Linked DNA regions of Mus musculus: region 1 is linked to region 2. A link is a contact called in public HiChIP or PLAC-seq data. All regions are on one chromosome and are shown on one strand. The core of a region is the stretch at or near the end of the contact, and the rest is flanking DNA. Distances in the headings are between cores, read along the strand shown. Region 1 holds the start of E2f1 (E2F transcription factor 1). Region 2 holds the start of Dnmt3b (DNA methyltransferase 3B).

The links. HiChIP or PLAC-seq counts read pairs in DNA pulled down with a chosen protein or histone mark.
Region 1: an HNF4G HiChIP or PLAC-seq map of pancreatic cancer cells shows a contact between it and region 2. The contact joins the promoter of E2f1 here to the promoter of Dnmt3b in region 2. A contact is called at or near these places in 4 of 39 promoter capture datasets (hippocampal neurons, liver, pre-B cells and 1 more), 3 of 115 datasets of contacts at active chromatin or transcription factors (embryonic hindbrain, embryonic stem cells and pancreatic cancer cells) and 1 of 9 other capture datasets (macrophages).

What each region holds. Positions count from the first base shown.
Region 1 is chr2:154,568,452-154,573,889 of GRCm38.p6, forward strand. E2f1 (E2F transcription factor 1) reads right to left here and starts at 1,441. Exons shown (of 7, transcript NM_007891.5): 1 at 1,038-1,441. The coding sequence starts at 1,283.
Region 2 is chr2:153,646,754-153,652,142 of GRCm38.p6, forward strand. Dnmt3b (DNA methyltransferase 3B) reads left to right here and starts at 2,696. Exons shown (of 23, transcript NM_001271744.1): 1 at 2,696-2,987.

The DNA of each region.
Region 1 (5,438 bases), core at 191-2,690, 920 kb after region 2:
GGAAGGCAGCACTGGGCGCTGTGCCAAGGGGAGTAAGGGGCCTACTCTAAGATGCCTCAGGGACCAGCTGCCACCCACACCCCCATCAGGAGTTGAACAGCTTCTTCTCTGATACTGGGCCTTGCCCTCGCCCCTCCTGTCCACTCCACCCCTACAATGAAGATAGTGGCCCACTCACGGAGCTGGCCCCTGCTTAGATCCAAGTTCCACTCTCCTCGTACCCAGCTGCCTTTTCTAGGCCCCCTGCCTAAAGTGGTCTTGAGCTACTTGCTTAGAATCAGGAAGAGACTTTTATCCAGGGATCTCCCTCCCACGTCTTCTCTCTCCAGGAACTGGAGGCCCCTTCTCAGGGGCCCAGCCCACCCAGTCTTCCAGAGGCTCAGAGGTCTGTCCGCCTGATTAATAAAGTTCCATGGCAACCAGGAGCTGGAAGGGTGGCAGATGGAAGAACAGGCAAAGGAAGGGTTGCAGCAGCTGGCCCAGCACCCCGCCCCTGCAGAGAAGGCCTCCCAATCAAGAGGCCTATCCCCAGAGGCCTGGAAGGCCAGGCCTGCACCTGGCAGAGCTACTAAGGAGGATCTCCCGAAGATGTCTCTAACAGTCACCCTCTCTCACCTCCAACAAGCAACTGTGCGCACTCCCTAGCCATAGGTTCTGCAGCAAGCCAGCAGACATCAGTTCAAATATCAGCCCCACCATCTGCAGCTGCGTGAAGCACTTCCCCATCTCTGGGCCTCAGTTCCTCCCTCTGGCAGATGGGCACGTGACAACACCCAGCTCACACCAGAATTGGGAATTTGGTGCCAAAGCCTGAGCGTGCACTAAGCAAGCACCAGCTGGATACACGTGAGACACAATCATTAATGGTTCCGACGCTCCGGTGAAGACGCCGAGGCCCGGAGCGAGGCTCAGCAAACAGACAGGCAAGGCAGTCAGTCAATGCGCGCCCCGGGGCGGAGCCCCGAGGCCCAGCCCAGGCTCCGCGCCGCCCAGCGCAGCAGCCCGTCCCCTCCCCCGCCCGCGCCTAGGGTCCGTACCGGCGGGCGGCCGAGAGCCGGGCGCGGTGCACTAGGCGCGGGTCGGGGCGCCTGCGGCGTGGCGAAGAGCAGCACGTCAGAATCGCGAGGGCCAGTGGGCGGCGCGGCGGGGAGCTGCGGGGCGCCGACATCGGGCGCGGTGGAGATGATGACGATCTGCGAGGAGTCGAGCAGCCGCAACGCGCCCGCCCCGAGCAGGGCCTCCAGCGCTGGCGCGTGCTGGCCGCCCGCGGGGGCTACGGCCATGGCGCTCACGGCCCGCGTGGCCCGGGAGGCAGGCGGCGGCGGCGGCGCGGGCCCATGACTGGCAGGCCGCGGCGAGGGCTCGATCCCGCTCCGCCCCGGCCGCCGCTGCCTGCAAAGTCCGGGCCACTTTTACGCGCCAAATCCTTTTTGCCGCGAAAGAGCCACGCGCCGCCGAACGCCTCCTCCATTGGCCGGGGCGGCTGTGACGACGGAGGCTCCGATGGCGAGCATTGGTTGCGGCGTGCGGGGCAGGAGACGGAGGGTGGGACCAGGGGCGGGGTGGCCAATCCCGGGGCGGGGCGCGCGCAGGCTTTGTCCGGGCGGTGCCGGGCGCCTTCTCCCCTCTGCCTCTCGCCGTGCCCTGCAGGAGGCGTGGGCAATGGGCCCCGCCCCTTCACCGCCCACTCGATGGGTGGCGGGTCTGGCGAAGCGAACAAACTTCGTACTCGGTTCTGCACGTCCCGCAGTCTCCACATGACCCCCTAAACTCTCAACCTGTGGTCTCCACCCCCTCAGTTTACAGCCCAGAGACTGCCTCTTCAGGCTCACCTCCAAAGCTCGCTTCAGCCACATCTCCGGTCTTAAGATCCATTTATTCCATTAGTTCACATCATGCTTTCTTCCCTATCCTGTCACCCAGAAGCCAAGCCCAAGAGGGGAGCCAGGAAATGAGTAAGGGATGTGTGGCTTTGATCTCAGTGTCTTTTTACTGAAATTTCTTTCGTAGCCAGAGCCCAGTTAGCGTTCATTCATTTGGTCACTCCACAATGGCGCCTGCCTTTAATCCCAGCACTTGGGAGGCAGAGGCAGGCGGATCTTCCCAGTTCAGGTCATCCAGAACTACACAGTGAGACCCTGATCTCAAAAAAAAAAAAACGCCTGAGAGCGTTCACTGTCCCATCCTCAGTCCAGACCTTGACTCATGACTTAGTGAAAAGGAAAAAAAGGAAACACAGAAGCAGCAGATGTTTGCAATGTGAAGAGATTGGTCCATTAAAGTATCTCCTCTCATAGGGAGGTGCAGGGGCGAGGAGGGTGCGTATGGTGGTGCCTTTAATCCAGAGGTCCTCCATCAGCATTTCTGATTGCTGGGGTCAGCCCGTCTGATCAGCATTGTGGTCCTCTCTACTAGGCATCTTGCCAATACTGGGAATAGAAACATGAAAGGTTTAACAAGACCCACAAACTTCCTGTCCTTGGGGGTGGGGGAGATGACCACAAGAAGAGAGTAAGTAGCTGACAATATTCAAGTCCCCAGGTCCAGTGTAAGCTACAGGGAGCTCTCAAGCCGGGTTACTTTCTCCATGCTTCATGCTACTTAATCTTGGCCCCAACTCTGACCACATTACTCTGAGCTGGCTTAGCAGGGGCTGCTTCTCAGGCCCTTTCTGGGTATGAGAGAATTGGAGGCTGAGGGCAGAGGTGAGCAAGGACGCAATAAGGGGGCTGTGATGTTCCAGGGCCCAGAAACACCAAGGCACGGGTTAACTTTGAACCACCCCGGTTTGGCCAATTTAGAATCAATCCCCAGCCAGGCCGCCCTCTCCCCTTCTTGTTTTTTTTTTGGTTTGTTTTGATTGGGAGGGGTGGGTTTTTAGTTTGTGTTTAGAGACAGGGTCTCATCTGGCTCTGGTTGCCCTGGAACATCATTAAATCTGCCTGCTCCAGCCTCCAGTGCTGGAGTTGAATGGGTGGGGCCACAATGTCTGGTTTGCTCCGCCCCCCCCCCTTTTTCTTTAAAGCGATAGTATCTTGCTATGTAGTAGCTCAAACTGAATCAATGTTACCTTCCTGCATCCGCCTCCTGAGTGCTAGGGTTACATGTTTGGGCCACTACTTGACCTCCAGTTTAGAATCTTTTTGTCAAGACTGGAAGAGCTTAAGTCCCAGGATGGCCTGGACTATGTATAATACAGCAAGAATAAAAAAATAAATAAACATTTAAACAAAGGAACACAAGGAACACTTATGCCCATCCCAGATAATGTGTTGATCTTTGAAAACAAATTGGTATACCTTTTCAATAAAAATGTGGAGTAGAGCCAAATATTACAATTGCTACAGCTGGGTATGGGGTAACACCTGTAACCCCAGCAGGTAGATACAGGAAGACAGGAGAGTGCTCGGTCATCCTTGGCTATATAGGCAGCCAAGATCCTATAACATGAGATCCTGTTATAAAACAAGCAAGTTGCAGCTCCCAAGGATGCTTTTCAGTTCAGTTTTGTGTAAAAATAAATAAATCAATAAAAAAAGGCACCTAGATCTCGCCTCGGCCGTCTCCAGTTCTCATGAGGATGAAAGCAGAGGGACTAGAAGGTATTCTGCAGACTCTGGTGGTTTGGGAAGCAGCAGGAGTGTTTTTTCTTCCCCTACTCACGAACAGTTTGTGAAATTACTCATTGCAAATCCTGGAATGTGTCAGAACAGGGAAGGACCACAGAGAGCACGTGAGCCTCTCGCTGTACAGATGGGAAAATGAGGCCCATTCAAGGCTGGTGCCTGCAAATTCAGTGACAGGATGTGGCCCACACTAGATCCCCCGACCTCGGTCTGCCTGTGCCCATGAGTGTACTGCCCACTCTTTACAGCACAGTAGAGAAGCTGAAAGCTAACCTTCAGCATAACCAGGCCTGACACTGGCACTGACTGAGGATAGAGAGGTTGGCACATTCTCATACCAGATGTAGAGTTTTCTGTCTCCTGACTTTCCTAAGGGACCCATTAACAACGACGTTCACTTTTGTAAAGCCTTCTGCTACTCAATAGTCATTCAACAAACACTTACTGAGCATCTGTTATCTATCAAGGATCAAGATGGTTGCTGGAAGGGGGAACATAATGCTTTCCCGTTTTATGATGACTAAACTGAGTTTTCCTCGTAGGTTAAGAATTGGAGAGGCCAAGGCCAGGGGCTTTGCAAAGCCTTACCCTTCCAAAATATTCAACCTCACATCCTATAAATGCTTACAGTCACAGGCACTCAGGGGGTCAGGGTGGGAAGATCTTTCCAATCTAGAGATTCAAGGGCACTTGAGCCACACAGGGAGAATTAGTAAAATCCATTATAAAGAGTGAGCGGAGCTTAAGCCAGGTGAGGTGGTGCACGCCTTTCATTTCAGCACTCAGGAGGCAGAGTCAGGTGGATTATCTGTGGATTCAGGACCAGCCTGCTCTACACAGAGAATTCCAGACCAGTCAGAGTTACATAATAAGACCCTTTCTTAAAAAAAAAAAAAAGAAAGAAAGAAAGAAAGAAAGAAAGAAAGAAAAATCAAGTATATATTTAAGTGACAGAGGTATCCTTTCCCACCAGCGCCCCAGGTCCTCAGCAGCAGAGAGGAGTGTGGGGTGAAGACTAGAATTCCCTGCAAAAAATGAGCTTTTGGATCTGTTAATAAATAGTGGACATCTGCAAAGGACTGGAGAGTGGATGGCCTGGCCCAGAGCCTGGAAGATGCTGATTAGGCTCTTCTCAGTGTCAGCCGATCTCCTGAGGCTGACTGGCATCCAAACACTAATCCACCATCACTGGGCAGCCACTTCAATTGATGCTCTTCTTCTGACCTTATAATTCCAGAATGAAGTTTATTTATCTGCAGAATGCAGGAGGGAAATCGGCTCAGAGAGGGTCCCTCACAGCTCAAGGTCACACAGCAAAGTGAGGTAGGAACTTAGCCTGTTCCTCTGCAAAATCCAGGGCTGCCCTTGATAGTGTCCCAGGAGTCAGAATTAGGATACAATTCGTGGCTTCCTAAAGATGTTAGGGTGGATTCTGGCTTGCTTAGCATGTACCCACACCTCCTACAATCTATACCAAACCCATCTCTAAAGGAGTACAATGGAGGTAGTGGCTTCTGGTCCTGTGTCCTCTCCCTGGAGACATCTTGCCTTTGGTTCTTTCTGAGTTGCAGAATGGATGTGGTGGCTCACACCTTTAATCCCAGCACTTGGGAGGCAGAGGCAGAGGCAGGTGGATCTCTGGTTTCAAGGCTAGCCTGGTTTTACAGAGTGAGTTCCAGGGCAGCCAGGGCTACACAGAGAAAAACCCTAGAAGTAAATAAGTAAATAAATAAATAAATAAATAAATAAGCAAGCAAGCAGAATGGTGTAGCAGAAAGTGGCTAGACCTCTCACTCCATATATTTAAATATA
Region 2 (5,389 bases), core at 1,446-3,945:
TCTCCCACAGGGCAAGGCCATTCTGTTTTACTAGAAACTGTGACTCCAAAGAAAAGCAAACAAGGGCTGAAGAGATGGCTCAGCAGTTAGGAGCATTAAATCTTCCCGAGGATCCAGGTTAGACTCCAAGCACCCACAGCATTTGGAACTCCAGTTCCAGGGAATCCAACACCTCCATCTGACCTCCACAGAAACCAAGCGCACGTGCAGTACACAGACAGACAGACAGACAGGCAAAACACTTGTGCATATAAGATAGAAACAAATCTTAAAGCCAGGCAGTGGTGGTGCACGCCTTTACTCCCAGCCTTGGGAGGCAGAGGCAGGTGGATTTCTGAGTTCGAGGACAGCCTGGTCTACAAAGTGAGTTCCAGGACAGCCAGAGCTATACAGAGAAACCCTGTCCCGAAAAACCAAAATAAATAAAATAAAATAAATGCCTCCCTCTTCCAACCAGGTTTCGCTCCACTCTTCCCAAACTCAGGCTGATGCTCTTTGCTCTGTCTTTTTACGGGCAGTCTTGTGGCTCAAGTGAGTTGACCAATATGGCCAATGGCTTTTCAAACTGTAAAGTTTTGTGCTCTCTGGAGATTATTTTCTTTCTTTCAACAAGGTCTCATTGCATGACCCTGGCTGACCTGACTTGTAACGGAGACCAGACTGGCCAGAGATCATCCAGTCTGCCTCTGAAGTGCTGGAATTTAAAGGTATGCATCACCATACCTCCCTGGAGGTAGTTCTCTTTCTTTCTTTTTAAAAATAAGTTTATTATTTTGTATGTATGGGTATTTAGCTTCTTGTGGAAGTCAGAAGAGGGTGTCTGGGCTCTGGAATTGGAGTTACCTATAGTTGTGAGCTGCCATGTGGGTGCTGGAAATTGACCCCCGTTCCTCTGGAAGATATGCCAGTGCTCTTAACCACTGAGCCATCTGTCCAGTTCTGTCTGTAGTTTTCTTACTCCCATTTTCCTTAACTTTTCCTTCTGGGTGTGGAGAAGGGGGATTTTAGACAGTGTCTCACACAGCCACAGTCCAGTCTGGTGTGGAACTTGCTCTGTCACTGAGGTTGGCCTTAAATTCCTTAAACTCCCAAGTGCTGGGATTCTAGGTAGGATCCACCATGCTTTGATTCTCTTGACAGTTAGAGTCATTCCCAAGCGACAGACCAAGACCACCTGCTCATCCAGACTCTTTTAAGGCATCCTCTTTTGCACCAACTTCCGGACACACTTCAGAGCCCTGGCAGTCAAGACATTCCTGCGGTTCCTCTTCCCTAGGGGGCCAGGTCCAGGCCGGGCTGGGCTTTCTCTCCTTTTGTCTTTTGACCAGTCTACTCTTTTTTAAGTAGAAAAGGGCCCAGGAAGTGTTAAGACTTGAAGTTCCCCAAATAGTCGCCATTTGCCCATTTACTCACTAACCAGGAAGAAGGGCAGGAGGAAAGCTGTGTTTAACAGGAGTTAGAACCCCAGAGGCAAGAGACCTGTGGAGATTCATTCATTCATTCATTCAACCAACTTGTATTGAGTTAATTCCTTTTGATGCTAGCCTCCCTGTGGACCTGTGCTCCTAGAGAGATGTGGCTTCCAGTTTCCATCTAGATGGAAGATGGAAGCCACCTCTGCCCCGCTAGGAGATGCAGACAAGACTATACAAAACAATCTCAGATGGGTTTCAGTGTTATAGGATTTGAAGACTGTTCTGTTTGGTGATAAGAAAGCCTCTTCTTGTGACAGATCTGGGGAAACAAAGTCTGAAAGGAGGAAAGAGGCCAAAGCTTTCCTTAGAAGGACAATGCTTGGTGTGTAGGAGGAGCAGCAAAGCAGAAGAGGTTGGAGTGAAGTCAGGGAGCCAACAAAATAAAAGATCCGTGAAAGCTGAGCCTGCACGTGCTAGGCCTTGTATCGAGCCGAGCCTTTGCAATCATTCGATTTGTTTATCCCTTTAACATATATTTATTTAGTGTCTACTTTAGTGATCACCATCTAATGTATGGAGACAGACAAGCAGGAAAACAAATAAACATGAACGCCAGGTGCCTATCATAAGTATTTGTGTTTCTCCAGTGGTTCAGCGTGGGCCTTTTGGCCGAGGCAGCCCTAAGCTGCAGGGTAGGGCTCCTCCCCAGCTGGCACGAGGAACCCAGGTAGTTGGGGGAACATGTATGCTTTTTCTTCCTCCAAGGCCTCCTCTCCCCTCAAGATGGCTGACAAAGGCCAAGCTAGGTGAAAGCAGGAAGCAGAACGGGGGTCCCCAGCGGGTGACCCATAGGGCCACTACAGCGCCCTGGACAGCTTTGCAGCGGAGGGATGGTCGAAAAGCCAATGCAGGGTTGCTGTGTGACTCCAGCAGGAGCTCTTCCCTCTCTGGGCCGCTCATCCAGACCTGTGAATGTGCTTGTATGTGCGTGTGTGCATCTGATCTGGATTGGGGGACAGGAAAGGGGGTGTCTCAGGTGGAGAGGGCTGGGAGCTATCCGTGGGCTCTGGTCATCTAGGAGGGTGACCCGCAAGGCATAGGGGGCCCAGGGGAGGCTCCCGAGGAGGCAGGGCGAGGAAGCTCGGGAGGGATTTCAAATCTCCCTCGCCCGTCCCCTAGGCCCGGCCGGCCGGTGAGTGGCTGCGGCGGGGGCGCCCCCCGGGCGGGGGCGGGGCCAGGGCCGGGCCCGGGCTACAAGGGCAGCGGCGCCGCCCCCTCCCCACCCACTCCCGTGCGCGCCCGGCCCGTAGCGTCCTCGTCGCCGCCCCTCGTCTCGCAGCCGCAGCCCGCGTGGACGCTCTCGCCTGAGCGCCGCGGACTAGCCCGGGTGGCCCACTGGCGCGCGGGCGAGCGCACGGGCGCTCCAGTCCGGCAGCGCCGGGGTTAAGCGGCCCAAGTAAACGTAGCGCAGCGATCGGCGCCGGAGATTCGCGAACCCGACACTCCGCGCCGCCCGCCGGCCAGGACCCGCGGCGCGATCGCGGCGCCGCGCTACAGCCAGCCTCACGACAGGTGAGCGCCACGCGCCCCTCGTGGGCTGGGACCTGGTGGTTGGGGCTGTGTGGGTTCCGGGACGACAGGTCCCCTGGTGGCGCCTGGATGTTTGCCGGGGTTGGGGAGAACGGGGCGCGTGGCGCTTAGCGGGACGGGGACACGGGACTGGGCACGGGGACAGAGGAAGCGAAGTCCCCGCTGCACTCCGCCACTCTGAAGAGTTGAGGGAAGGAGACCTGCAGCAACTTTTCTGGAGTGTAGAGTTGAGAACACTTGGGAGCGGAGTGGGGCCCGAGCGGTGGCTGTCCCCGGGACCCAAAGTCCTTACCTAGCCCAGTTCTTACCCAGAGCCTCCTCGGGGAGGAAAGGCTGGGATGTAGAGGCAGAAGTTGTTTTGTCAATGTAGTAGTGGTTGTGGATCCGTTCTGACTTGGAACCTCGCACTCCCAGGTTGGGATGGCGCTCTGGGTACCGGCAAGTGGGGATGCTAGATGGGCGTTGTCCCCGGGGTCCTCCGGAGCGGAGCCTCTTGTGCTGCAGCGTTGCCGGCTGCTGGGAGGGGCTGGCTGAGCACACCTGGCCGGGGAGGAGCCAGCGGGGGGCGGTTCCTCACCTTGCCGGCTGCCCTAGGGGCTCACTTTCCATTCTTAGCCTTCTTCCGGGGTGAGGTGGCCCCACTACCTAGTCCATACACTGAGTCCTTAATTATAAAATGACCCTCTGCCTCCACTTCCTAGCGGTTAATCGTCCGTGCTTCAGGGATTGCTTAGGGATACCTGTGGAATCCGTCCAGGCTAGAGGTTGCAATCAAAGCGGAGACCTACTTACTGCGTTCCCAAGGTTGGACTGCACGGAGGGGAAGAGTTTCTTGCTCCAGTCTCACCTGTGGCAGCGGCAGTCCTGTGATCTCCATGCCTCTGCCTGTGATTCCCTGTGATTTCTGCTTTGCACTCGGAAGCATATGAATTAAAATGAATTAAGGCCTCAGTAGAGTGCTTCCGGACTTGTGGATGTTGTGGGCTTTGGGCTGGTGACACTCACCGACCTTCCTCTGTCCACCAGGCCCGCTGAGGCTTGTGCCAGACCTTGGAAACCTCAGGTATATACCTTTCCAGACGCGGGATCTCCCCTCCCCCATCCATAGTGCCTTGGGACCAAATCCAGGGCCTTCTTTCAGGTAAGCTACCCACCACCACTGCATTACACCTCCCAGCTTCAAGGTAAACTTCCGTAAGGTTGGTAATACACCAAGCACCATCTTTATTGTGTGGTTGGCCTCATTACCTCCCGGCACATGGTTGGAAGCAGACTGCCCATCTCGGGCAAGCACTGTCTTGGATTTGTGCTTAAGTCCTACTATTGCAAAAGCAATTACAGTTCTATCCATGTGCTTTAGTTGCTATAGAAGGCCATGTGCAATAGAAACAGTTCACTAAGATTAGGGAGGAAGCCAGCTTGTGGGGTCTTCAACCCCCCCATCTTCAAGGTGGGATAAGCACTCAATGGCACAGCACCTGGAGTAGGCCTCAGTATGCGAATGTTGAGGTACGCTGGGCCGAGCGGAATGGAAAGTCACCCCTGCCAGCCCCTCCTTTTCCTGCCTCCCCGAGGTACTGTGTTTCATTCTCAGCTATGGAGGCATTTCTGAACCATCATTGTCTGTGGCTGGGGAGTTGGCAGGAAGGGCTGTCTTTGTTTCCTTTTTAAAAAAAATTTATATTTTATTCTGTACGTGTGTGCACGAACAGGCCATCACTGTGAAGGTCAGAGGAAAACGTGTGGCAGGCAACATACTCTACCATGTGGGTCTGGAGATCAAACTAAGGACACCAGCCTTGGCTGCAAGTGTCTTTACCTGCAGGGCCATCTCCACTCCATCACCGACCCCTTTGTTCCCTGTTGGAAAAGGGCTGTGTTGTTTATGGTTTTGGGCCACTTTTTTTTTCCTCCTTCCCCCTCTATGTTTGAGGATTGCTAAAGGTGTAATTGACAAGCTAAGCAAAATCCTTCACCTTTCCTGTTGGGGTGGGGAGAGCTGAGACAAAGGGGCTGGTGAGGCTGCTGGGGCCAGCCACATCCTTCTTAAAGCCATAGGCCCAACTCTTACCCCTACAAAGGTTGGGGGAGGGGAGAAGAGGATCTTGGAGCTGCAGGGGGCTGAGGGAGGAGGAAGGGAGGTGGGGCTGGCGAGGCTGCTTCCCTGCTTGCCCTTCCTCCAGCCATGTGGTGCCTCTGACCCAGAGACTCCTGTCACCCTTCATTATCACAGCCCAAGGCACCCGATTACAGTGGACATTTGGACAAGTACGCCATCCAGGGAAGTGTCCTTTGGCATTCCTTTGTCCCAAACCAACTTCCATGTCGGCGCCACCTCTAGTTCTGGATACCATTTCCAAGATAGCGCTTGCTAAATCTGGTTT